3 separate regions of the Zea mays genome follow, and all the other regions are linked to region 3. Evidence: chromatin contacts called from public Hi-C data. All regions are on one chromosome and are shown on one strand. Each heading gives the region's core, a stretch centred on a gene start, on an enhancer-like site or on the middle of the called end of the contact. The rest is flanking DNA. Distances are from core to core; before and after follow the strand shown.

Region 1 (3,745 bases), core at 331-2,830, 180 kb before region 3:
ATCATCATCACCTGCCCAGCATGTCCAGAAAATAACAAAACCATAGTCTGAAAATGACATAACCCATATATTAACCTACCATACATAGGGTCATTCAATGTAACAAAATGACATAACCCATATACTCAAGGCATACAAGTGCAGATCCTATTTAACAAAGAAACAAAGAACATCCTCAAAAGTGTAGTAAAAGTAAAAATGATTAGAGAATGAAATGGGGCCAACCATCAGTTTTAAAAAGCTCGAATTTGTTAAGTCCTCAGAAAATCTCAGGAGTAAATTGTTTAGCATCACATGGTTAGCCCACAACAAAGATCAAGCCCAAGTGCCCAACACATTAACTCAGATAACTTAGAGTGACAGGGTGAAGCCCTAAAATAAAGTAGATGCTCAGTATTGAGCTTAACTTTCTAGGATACAGAAGGATATTTAGGAAAGCAAGAAGGTATCAAAAAAGAATATATGGTAACTTAATATATGCATCAGCTGTTCCCTTAAAAAATATGCAGCAACTGTTGGAAATCAGGAAACAAAGGCCTTGAATGCCCAAAATTGGTCACGCAATTTCACCATCAAGACTACCAACTCTGGGCAAAGCCTATTCAATACTAAACGATGCATGCTAAATTTGAGACAGGCCCAAACAAAAAGATTATTTAACAGCCAGTGTGAAAGTAGTATATGATCAAAAACAGTAACTAAACCAATGTTTAGCTAAAACCATGCAATATCTAGAATGTGATCCGCACTAAACATACTATCATAGGCCAAGCATCAGTTTTAAAAAGCTCGGTTTTAGAGACTTCAATGATGTAATATCTCAGCAGCATCTCCTAGTTAACATCATATGTTCAGCCTAAGATCGTATCCAAAGAATACGACACCACACAAATGCGCTTAAATGTTGATACACATTAATACAACATGATCCGTAAACGAAGATGAATCTTTCTCGGTGACAATACGCTAAGCATCAGTTTTAAAAAGCTCGATTTTTGGACATCAGAGATCCCGAAAGATCTCAGTCGATGTAGATGTTAACATCATCTGCTCAGCATACCACACATCGCAACCCACAGCTCTAGATATCCATCACAACAAACGTGACGATTCGAGACCTTCCTGTTGGACGTGAGAAGTTGAGGGGGAGGTAAGGAGAGGTCACCTTCTCCACAGGGAGACTTCCTGGTGGTGATGTGGAGCACCTTGGTAGGCATCCGCACGGGGCCCTTGACCTTGAGCTCCTTACCCTTGGCGCCCTTCACCAGATCCCCGCAGACTGCTCAAAGCGCAACGCCGCAACAACGAGCACGAGGTCAGTCCTTCGATCCCAACCCAACGCCGCATGAACAAAGGAGAAGACATCGGCGAGCGTACCTTTCTCGAGGTTCTTGACGCTCTTGGAGGAGAGCGTGATGCGGATCCTGTGCTGTGGATCCATCATGCCAGCCTCGAACCCGGCCTTGCCAGCCTTCATCGGCGGCGCGTACGCCATATCCGCCGCCATGGGTTGTGGGAGCAGGGAGAGGGACTCGGGCGCTAGGGTTTCGCCTCGTCGATGCCGGAGGAGAGGTGGCGGCGGACAGCGTTAGGTTTTGAGGCTCGCGTGGTGGAGGCATTTATGTAGAGGCGGGGAGGTTGAGGTGAGACCCCGCCTGGCCGTTGGATGTGGCTGAGGTGATCTGGCCGTTGGATCGGAGCTTCGTCCTTCGGGGAGGTGGGGTTTGTCAATGATAGTGGGCCCGTCAAAAGCTCCGGTTCGGGCAAGGCCGCAAGGCTGCGGCCACCGGCCCGCCACGGCCCACGTGTCGAGTTTAGATTCCAGAATCATCTCCTCTCGGGGGAAAAAACCCGTCCGTAGCAGGAACTGTGTCTGCTTTGGATTCGTGACACATATTCGTCCATCGATTGTAAAGTCGCAGGACAAGGATTTGTGATACGTATTTATCTATCAACGTTAAAACAACAGAACAAGGATTTGTAACACATATATTTATCTATCCTCGTGGAAAATAGTGCAACTTTTTATTGTTTCCTAGACTTGTTTGACTGCAACTGAATCCAATCAAATCCACATCTTTTGATTGCAATCCAATCCATATGAAGCCTTGTTCGGTTAATCCCGTTACCCATGGATTGGATGAGATTGGAAAAAATTAAGAAGAAGTTTGACTTGCTCGGGATTTAAACCCACCCAATCCCACTCAATCCATATGAATTGAGAGCTAACCGAACAAGCCCTGAGCTGGGCAAGACTAGAAGTGGAAAACCAGCTCATTTTCCATGCTAATCCATCCCAAACCAAGCCTAATTTAGGTCTTGTTTGATAGAGCTTCACTTCAAAAATTTCAACTTTGTTCCAATTTTTTTCACCCAAACAGGTCCAGCTCCACGAGCTCTAGCTTTAAAAAAATTGAAACTAGAGGCAAGTTTCATGAATTCATAAAGCTTTTTAAAGGGTGCTTCAAAAACATTGTTTTTATATCTCCTCATGAAGTTGTACGAAAATTACCTACCATATCACTGATTACGCAACATACAACTTCCGTTCTCTCGCGACAGGCCACTAATCATTAAGAATAATTAAGTAAACTCACGTAAATCAATTGTAATATAGAAGCTATAGTCCATATGCAAGCCAAACGCTTTTGAAAACCCCACCTTAATAATTTGTTGGAGTTATTTTATGGTGAAGCTGGAAAATCAAATCTGAAGTTTTTGAAGTAAAGACAGGCCCTTAGCTTCATCCAGATTCGCTTGAATCCATGTCGTGTTAATGTGGATTGTGATGCAGATTAGTTAACCTTTTACCACGAGCGAGCGCTGAACTGAGCTAGTTTTGGGGTGCCACCAAATGAGACCTGGCAAGCTGATTCAAATATGATCTCCTGTCCCACACTTCTTTTCTGCGGAAGTGGCCTTCTCATTCTAGTCTGTACAAGCTATTGCATAGATTGTTACTTTCTCCATTTTATAAATATATGATACCGTTGATTTTTTAAAAAAATTATAACTATTTATTTTACTTAAAAAATAATGAGTTATCATTTATTTTTATAATTTGTTTTATTATTTAAATTAGTTTATGTTTGACTTAAAATTTTATATTTTTAAATAAATATTTTGAATAAAACGAATGATCAAAATTTCCGGAAAAAAACGTTAGTATTTTTCCAGTGATTGGTAACACACATACACAAAAATATTGGCGAAGTGACGTTGCGCTCCTCAGGCGTATGCTTCTGGAAGTTGCCAAACTGCTATGCTGTATTTCTGAATGATCAAGCCTCATGACATTAAAATTTAAAAGCCATCATCCGCACGTCAATCAGCTCTAACACCAGGAGCAGAGATGGTAATGAACTTACAGGAAGGACACCAGCCCAGCCAGCAGGCAACTCTCAGATCGATGATACTTTTCATTTCAAGGTCTGCTTGCTGCATCCTCTGGATACTTCTTCTCATACTCCATGCACGGATATCATGTCCTAAGCGCCATGGATTTGCATCGCCTAATTCAGATAATTAGGATATACGGTTGACAAGCACGAAGAAAAGAACTCGCTCGTCTTTCGGTTTCGTTACACACAAAAATCCAAAAAAAAAGGTCACGAAGAACCACGGCTTTTCACAGAGTATGCAAAAATCATCAAACGAATATCTGAGAGGTCCCAACACAATCAAAGTGACTCCCCCCCACCCAAAAAAAAAAGCCAACCCCCCAAAATAGTGTATGTGAATTACC
Region 2 (3,521 bases), core at 754-3,253, 170 kb after region 3:
GCGTTCATCTGCTTCTTTGTCAGACTCAACTAGGGGTGCTGTTAAGTACAGAAACAGGTTCAAGCGTTGAAATGGATGACGGTGATGAACATCATAACAAAGAAGCTCCAGGAAATGGCAAAAAGAATTACTTACGTATCGTGTCAGCTGGAAAAATTCCTCTGTAACCAAGGTAGTCCAACCGAGGATCTTTGAGCCATTGCCATCCATGACCGTTCCCTTGCGCAGCTGACTCGCCAGCATGGTCAACACCTTGTCCCCACCCAATGGATTGAGCCTCAGGTTCTTGAGTAGAAGGTTCAGTGTGCACTACATCATGTCCAAATCTTTGCCAACATGCAAAATTCTCACTTACATTGTCTATTTCAACCTTGGATCTCAAACGATATCTGAAAACAGGAAAAAGTTGCCAGGTCACAAGACATGGAATTTATCAACAGGAAAGGTCATCTAGAGGTGGGAGTTATCTGGATTACCAGGTTCACCGCAAAACTATAAGGCGCCGTTTGTTTCCTTTCATTTTGAGGAATTGGAATCTTACTATTGGAATAAGCTATTTTTTTAGAATGTGAAATTCCACCACTTTCCAAAGTTATCGTATAAGCCTATCTCAAATTCATGGGTGAGAGATAGAAATTGATTCTATAAATTTACATGCTATTTTTTCAATGTACAACTTATAGCACACTCTTCTACTTGCTTCGTTATAACTATCTCTCTCATATGATTTAAGATAATATACAAATATATTACATATATAAATATATGAACTTAATTAGTTTTGTCTAAATTATAATTATTAAAATGGAATTCAATTCCAACGAAACAAACGGGGCCTAACACAATATGGAGGATCTTTCAGCTACAAGTGTGCGAACTCTTATGTTATCAAGTAACCTAACAAACAATTGGCTAAAGTTAAGCTGCTTACTGCAAGGACAGTTCATCACTATGATTCTTACTTGACACAAAAATCTCCAACTAAGGTCTGTAATTGCCAACAGTGAGCTGCTTAACGATACACACTCCTAGCAGTGAGTTCCGTGATGATCTTCAAGAATTTTGCCACTTGAAAAGTTGTCACACTTGAGACTTCAAATTATGGCATAAAAATGCCAAATCAAGTGCACAACAAAATATAGGCGTGCAATTTAGTTTCATCATTCTAACCGAAAATGACCATCAGTCTGTCTGTGAACTCAAAATACCATCTAGACTTCCGAACACGTTATCCAGCAAAAAAAAGCCTGCTGTTTTGTCTTAAGGAGTGCTGCGCTCTGCGCTTCCTTTTTTTTTTTTGCTGATTAGCCCAAAATTCGAATTCAGTCTTACTATTCGGGGCCGCGGTTTGGTCACAGGAACTCCCAACAGACTGTACATACCATAGACTGAAACCTTATAATTATAGAGCGCTGAATTTTGTTAACAGGCTCGGTACGGTAGTCCGTCACCTCTTAAAGCAGGCGACGAGGTCGTCCACCTCGGCGGCGTCAACGTCTGCGAGTACCTCCTGCGGGTGCGGGTGCCCCTCGGGGGCCTCACCGGTCTCCGGCGCGGATCCTGTGCGGTCGAGCATCTGGGACCGCGGCGGGGGCCGGTAGAGGAAGAGGTCGTAGAGGAACCTGCCCTGCGGCGTGAGCAGCGCGGCGTAGGCGGGCGCCGCGGGGCCCCGCGCGGGCGCGTTCGGCGTGGGCGCGTACCGCTGCGGCGACGACGCGCCGGCCGCGGAGAAGGCGGAGAGGAGGTCGTTGGTGAGCAGCGAGTGGAGGAAGCGCGCCGCCTCGGGCCCCGCGAAGCGGACCACGGCGCGGGACGCCAGGCGGCAGGCCAGCACCCCCGGGCCGCGGCGCGGGGCCGGGGTCGTGTGGAGGGCGCGCGCGCCGCGCGGCAGCGGCTGGAGGAGTAGGCGGCGCGCGAGCGGCGGCGGCGGCATGGGTGTGTGTCACTCACTGGTCTGTGAAGTTGTCGAACCGATGGGTTGGGCTGCTTGGTGGTGGTTCGACGGGTTCTGGGCGTTTCTCTTTTGTTTTCCGGACGTGATGGTGCCAAAGCGTGGGGTGGACACGCGTGGCCAGGGGGCAGACGTGGCGTGAGGAGGGAGGGTCCGTCGTCCGCGTGGCCGTGCAGGTAGGAGGAAAGGACGAGAAACCACGGCCGGGGCCAAGCGGCGTGTTCACGATCAATCCGAGGCGGCCAGGCGGGTGACGTCCCCTCTGGCTCTGGTTCGGTTTGGACAGCCAGCAGCAGAGCATCTATTTTTTTTACGCAAACACAGAAGCAGATCGCTTCACATCCTTCAGCGACCCAAACAACTAGCAACAACACAGCAAAGCCAACTCAGACATACCGACTCAGGTTTACAATATACGCGATGATGATTTTACAGCAAGACTGGACGACACAAATTGTTTCACATCACGGATAATAAGGTAGCAGAGCACTGTACAGCTACAGAATCAGACAATAGCACGCGAGGTGCTGGGCGGACTCCGGTTACCTGGACCTCAGGTCGTTTCCTTGAAACGATCTTGAACCTAAACCTTGCATAGTAGTACAAACCAGCTGTTTATTTATCTACTCTATATATCTACTCCGTCCATGCTCTTCAGGAGATAGGGATGACCCGTGATTTTGGCTTCCCGTTGCGCCTCGGATCACGGCCTTGCTCGGTCCCAGGAAGCGCCCAGCCTGAGGCCGATCGCCGGTCACGTCCATTGGAGCTACGGTCACCTGCGGTACACCAACAGAAAGACGACTCAAGGTTAGAGAACGCGGATCTCGGTGGACCAACATAAGCTGCAGAGGACTCATCTTGACAAACCATTAGTAGAAAAGCACACATTCAGAACTACAGAAGACTCCCAACATAATCTCAGGACGAAGAATCCAAGCATTATTTCAGTTATTAATATGCCGCAGTTTTGGCTGCTGCATAAACCTGTGTGCCAGTTACTGCTGCAAAGCAGAAGTAAGCACCTAGCAAATCGGTAAAGAAGGAAGACTACAAGGATGGGCAGCAGAGAGATGCTCATGTTCACCTGTTCATAACCATGAATGGCCCTGCTCGTTGTCAGGCATGGATAGAAGTCGTGGGGTAAGATTTCATCCTAACCATTTCTGGAATCCAAAGTAGTCACTATTGCCATGTATTCATGGACATTGTTTATTACCCACACAATGTGCACCGAGTCTAGTAAAAGATGCTCAAGCAACATGTTTAACTCCACAGTGTTCACATCAGATTATGATAGCTCTACTAAATGAATAACAAAAATGATTTGGTGTTTTGTATTTATATTACTTCAAATTTCAGCATCGACTTAGTATAAATAAATACACAGACAAGATGCAACTGTATAGTGGATTGCGACCTCTTAGAAGGAATAAATCTTCTTCATCGAGAAATAATGCTAATAAAATAAATAATTTATTTTCAGAAAGGATAACATCCTTGGTTGATCAAGTCAACAATTGACAAGCAATTTGCATAACTTCTTCCAAGAGAAGATGTCTAGTGCACA
Region 3 (3,872 bases), core at 830-3,329:
CTTGTTTCTTCAAGGTCCTTCCAGATAGATAACTATCATGGATCTGGAATGGTTCCATTGGCTGACCTGTAAGTTTCTTGCTGATTCTGTAATTAGATACTTTATTTACCTGGTTATATCGGAAATGATACATCACTTCAGCATGTATTTCGGCAACTATTTCTGTGTAGTATTAATCTAGGTGGCTGAAGTGGCTCCATGGCTGTGTGTAATACAACAAATACCAGTAGAGTAGTGTCATGTATGCATCTGTGGATGTATTATGCATTTTTTTAGAAAAACTATACTTTTAATCGAGCGAGAACATAATACCATGCTTTTATTGTTCTCCTGCTCTTACCTGACATTGTGTTACACAGTGATACAAATAACTTTCTTTTGGGGCAGTGTAGCCACAGATGCCTTTATCCGCTTCCACTCCGATTTTTTGTTGAATTTAGGTTCCTAATGATGTTCTAATCTACAGATGTGTTAGAAAACGACCGGATCCTGTGTGACCGGCAAGATTTACCATTTAAAAATTATGCCCCCCCCGTAGAAAATGATGTTAATGTCCACCCAGTAACTTTTTGTTTTGTTTCCTGTCATCTGAAGATCAAAGATCCTAATAAACAGTTTCTGGTTTATGGGTCTAGCAGAGCCAGAAGTGAGCACCTACAACCCTTTTAAGTTAAGCAACACAAGTTGAATTCATGGGAGCATGTGGTTTGTTACCAAGATCCGTTGTATATACATATGACTTATCAATGATTTTCAGGTTGTTGTAACTATCCAGTATCGTACAACTGACCTGTTACCTAGGGGGAAACACTACATGAGTGTTGTTGGTATCCTTGTCTGGTGAGCGAAAATCTCTCTTATCTTTTGTTTCTCTTCTTCGTTTGATTCAGTCCAGTCATTTCCTTAAATTATTTATAGATATGAGGCGGAGGGGGTGATTCTATTGCAGGAGGAGAAGGAGGGAGTGATTCTCCTGGAGGTGGAGGAGGATGAAGTGGTGATCGACTTCAAGCCAACTCCAAGTGCCATGTCGACCTCTGCCTCCGCTCCCTGCACACATCCCTCCCAGACGTCTTCAAGGTCCAGACCTCCTCCCTGCTCAAGTTCCTCGTCAGCACGTTGCGCGGTGTCGTGTCGCCGCTTTCCTCGGTGTCCATACGCGTGGTGCGAGACATCCCGCTTCAACTCTAATCACCCCTTTATGTGCACATCGTCCATATGTGACCCCCTTCTCCATATAATTTCAACAAATTTTACTCTTTTAGGCTCCGTGTAATTTCATTGGTAAAATCTCTACTACTTATTAACGCTGCAAAGTTAACCTGTCATTCCGTGTTATACCTATTTTTATTGGTATTATATGATCCCGTTGTAATGCACGGACACTCACCTTGTTCTAGATTATGAAACTATTTGTTTGGATTATATAAGTGTTTATTTAAAAATGTTAGATTATATAATCTGGTTAGATTATAATTCCAAACAAAATATATCTGAAATTTTAGGCTTAAAATACCTGTGACAAGCAAAATTCAAAACTTTATAACGAGACAAAGGGCGCACGAACGTGCGGAATCAGGCCCTCCCCTCACAGTCACACTGTCACAGTCCGCTCACTCTACATCACTCTGTCCGGGTCCTCCCTCCGCCACTTCAAGCCCCCTCTGTTCCCATGGCCACCACGAGCTTCCGCTCACTCCTGCTCCTGTTCCTCTCCGTCCTCGGCGCCTCCGCGCGCAACGAGGAGGACGCCCGCGCGCTCGCGGCGCTCAAGCGGGCGCTAGACCCGGCCGGCCGGGTCCTCGGCTCCTGGGACCCCTCCGGCGACCCATGCGCCGGCTCATTCGTCGGCCTGACCTGCGGCCGCGACGGCCGCGTCACCGCCGTATCGCTGCAGGGCCGCGGGCTCTCGGGAACCCTGCCGCCGGCGGTCGCCGGGCTGCGGCGGCTCCAGGGGCTGTACCTCCACTACAACGGCATCAAGGGGCCCATTCCGCGGGAGATTGGGAAGCTGTCCGAGCTCACGGACCTGTACCTCGACGTGAACCATCTCACCGGGCCCGTGCCCGTGGAGATTGCTGCCATTGCCAACCTCCAAGGTGAGATTTTGAGCTTTCCGTGCCTTCATTCTCGGGTTTTTCTGGGTGGAAAGTTGGATAAAGGACATCTTCTTGGTTGGCTTTTCCTGGGTTCAGTAATCAGTGAACATTTCGCTTGCCTGGTGACTGGGGTTTACGTGCCTGACATTCTGAGCTCGTTCGTATTTCGGATTTGAACACTGGGGGAGGAATATGTTCTCTTCCTCCATTTGACCTTTATAAAGGGGCTACTTCACCTTTTGCTAAGTTACAGAAATCCTTTTAGGGGTCTTCCATGCTGGATATCTTGCTTTCTTTTCAAACCAAAGTGGCACTGTTTAAGTACAAGTTGCGTAAGCTCCATTTTCAGCGATTCAAGAACCATTGCACTATCCATGGCCGTTCTTTCCTCGTTTTGGTACAAAGGATCCGTATTTCAAATGGCGAAAATGGTTATTCCATTTTTCGTCAGTTTCTTGCTGTTTTTTTTTGGCAGAATGGAGACATCTTAAAGTCAGTTTTGTTTTTAGGTGGCTCATTTACTCGTCTGCTACTGTATAGTACTAGAGTTTGATAGAGTATTTGTGAGCAGAAAGCGCGAAAAGCAGTTGCCCATCAATGTGAAAATTCAACCGCTATGCACTCGCTTCTTACTAGGTGCTGCACCCAGCACCTACATGCCACAATCAGTGCAACGGTTATTTTTTTGAAACGGGTCATGTGTATACTTCTCACCAACCACTCTCTGATTTTGCGTTTCTATTCTGGGTTTTCTTTTGGAGCAGTGTGTAGCAGTCAAATGTTTATATTTTATTTTATTCGTGCACATCTGTGCGAGCTTCTTTGAGAGTTGAAGCATTGGCCACCGGTATATTTTACTCAATATTTTTGTTTCTGCTTCTGAGGGGACTATTTTTGCGGCGTGGCTTCAGATTGGATCTGTCGCTGAGATACAGAACGTTTGCCAGCAGGACAGAAGGAATTTCTTCGATTTGACTTGATTTTGAGCTCTTTGTGTTACCTTTTTTTTCTGCTCTTTGTGAAATCTGAACCGGGACTAATCATACATGTGGATACGGCTTTGATGATTAGGTCTTCCCCACCAATGTCGATCTGTCGTTCTTCTGTTCATGTTTTGGTGTTTTGTAGAACTAGGTTTATAGTAATATTTTGTATCCTAATGGGCATTCGACTAGGAGTATCGTTTGGATGCCACAGGGGTTTATTTGTTTACTTGCACATGCAATTAGTCCACATGCTAGCTGCGTAGGCCAGGTTATGGTCACGTCTATCATGAAAGTTCAGAAAAGAGCTGATGAGTTTGGTCTTTTAACATCAAAAGTGCTGATTTGCAATGCCATAAATTAATTTACATAGTTCTCTCACTACCCTTTTGCAGTGTTGCAGCTTGGTTACAATCAGTTGACAGGCAGCATACCTCCCCAGCTGGGCAACCTGAATAAGCTAACCGTGCTCGCGATGCAGTCTAATCAGCTTGATGGAGCCATTCCGGCAACCCTTGGTGAGCTAACACAGCTGAGACGGCTTGATTTGAGCTTCAACAGCCTGTTTGGTTCAATCCCATCCAAGATTGCTGAGGTTCCATTGCTTGAGGTCTTTGATGTTCGCAACAACACCCTTTCTGGGAGTGTCCCTGTTGGTAATAATCTCATAGCCTTTCTGAAACTTGTACTTTTTTTTGTTAGTCTTCATGGTATTTTAACCACTACAATTCTGTGTTGGATGCTAGGATTGAGGAGACTGAATGGTGGCTTCCAGTATATGAATAACAAA

Evidence for each region. A called contact is a pair of places that touch in the nucleus more often than the background predicts.
Region 1: a Hi-C map of ear shows a contact between it and region 3, with 2.6 times the contacts expected there. The contact joins the promoter of LOC100194044 here to the promoter of LOC100272330 in region 3. A contact is called at or near these places in 2 of 25 Hi-C or Micro-C datasets (ear and tassel).
Region 2: a contact with region 3 is called in a Hi-C map of tassel, with 4 times the contacts expected there. The contact joins the promoter of LOC100280888 here to the promoter of LOC100272330 in region 3. A contact is called at or near these places in 3 of 25 Hi-C or Micro-C datasets (ear, leaf and tassel).

The regions. Positions count from the first base shown.
Region 1 is chr9:24,533,359-24,537,103 of Zm-B73-REFERENCE-NAM-5.0, reverse strand. LOC100194044 (40S ribosomal protein S20) reads right to left here and starts at 1,580. Exons shown (of 3, transcript NM_001377195.1): 1 at 1,378-1,580; 2 at 1,166-1,279. The coding sequence starts at 1,507. LOC111590248 (small nucleolar RNA SNORD36) reads right to left here and starts at 1,053; the gene lies at 968-1,053. LOC111590252 (small nucleolar RNA SNORD36) reads right to left here and starts at 853; the gene lies at 769-853. LOC111590250 (small nucleolar RNA SNORD36) reads right to left here and starts at 300; the gene lies at 222-300. It also overlaps LOC111590251.
Region 2 is chr9:24,182,338-24,185,858 of Zm-B73-REFERENCE-NAM-5.0, reverse strand. It overlaps LOC100280888 (aminomethyltransferase), which reads right to left and starts at 2,003. Exons shown (of 5, transcript NM_001367145.1): 1 at 1,452-2,003; 2 at 136-389; 3 at 1-38. The coding sequence starts at 1,933. It overlaps LOC100502305 (glycine-rich protein), which reads right to left. Exons shown (of 7, transcript NM_001414447.1): 7 at 2,232-2,730. The coding sequence ends at 2,606.
Region 3 is chr9:24,350,146-24,354,017 of Zm-B73-REFERENCE-NAM-5.0, reverse strand. It overlaps LOC100272330 (Putative leucine-rich repeat protein kinase family protein), which reads left to right and starts at 2,079. Exons shown (of 4, transcript NM_001146814.1): 1 at 2,079-2,099; 2 at 3,478-3,738; 3 at 3,829-3,872. The coding sequence starts at 3,558.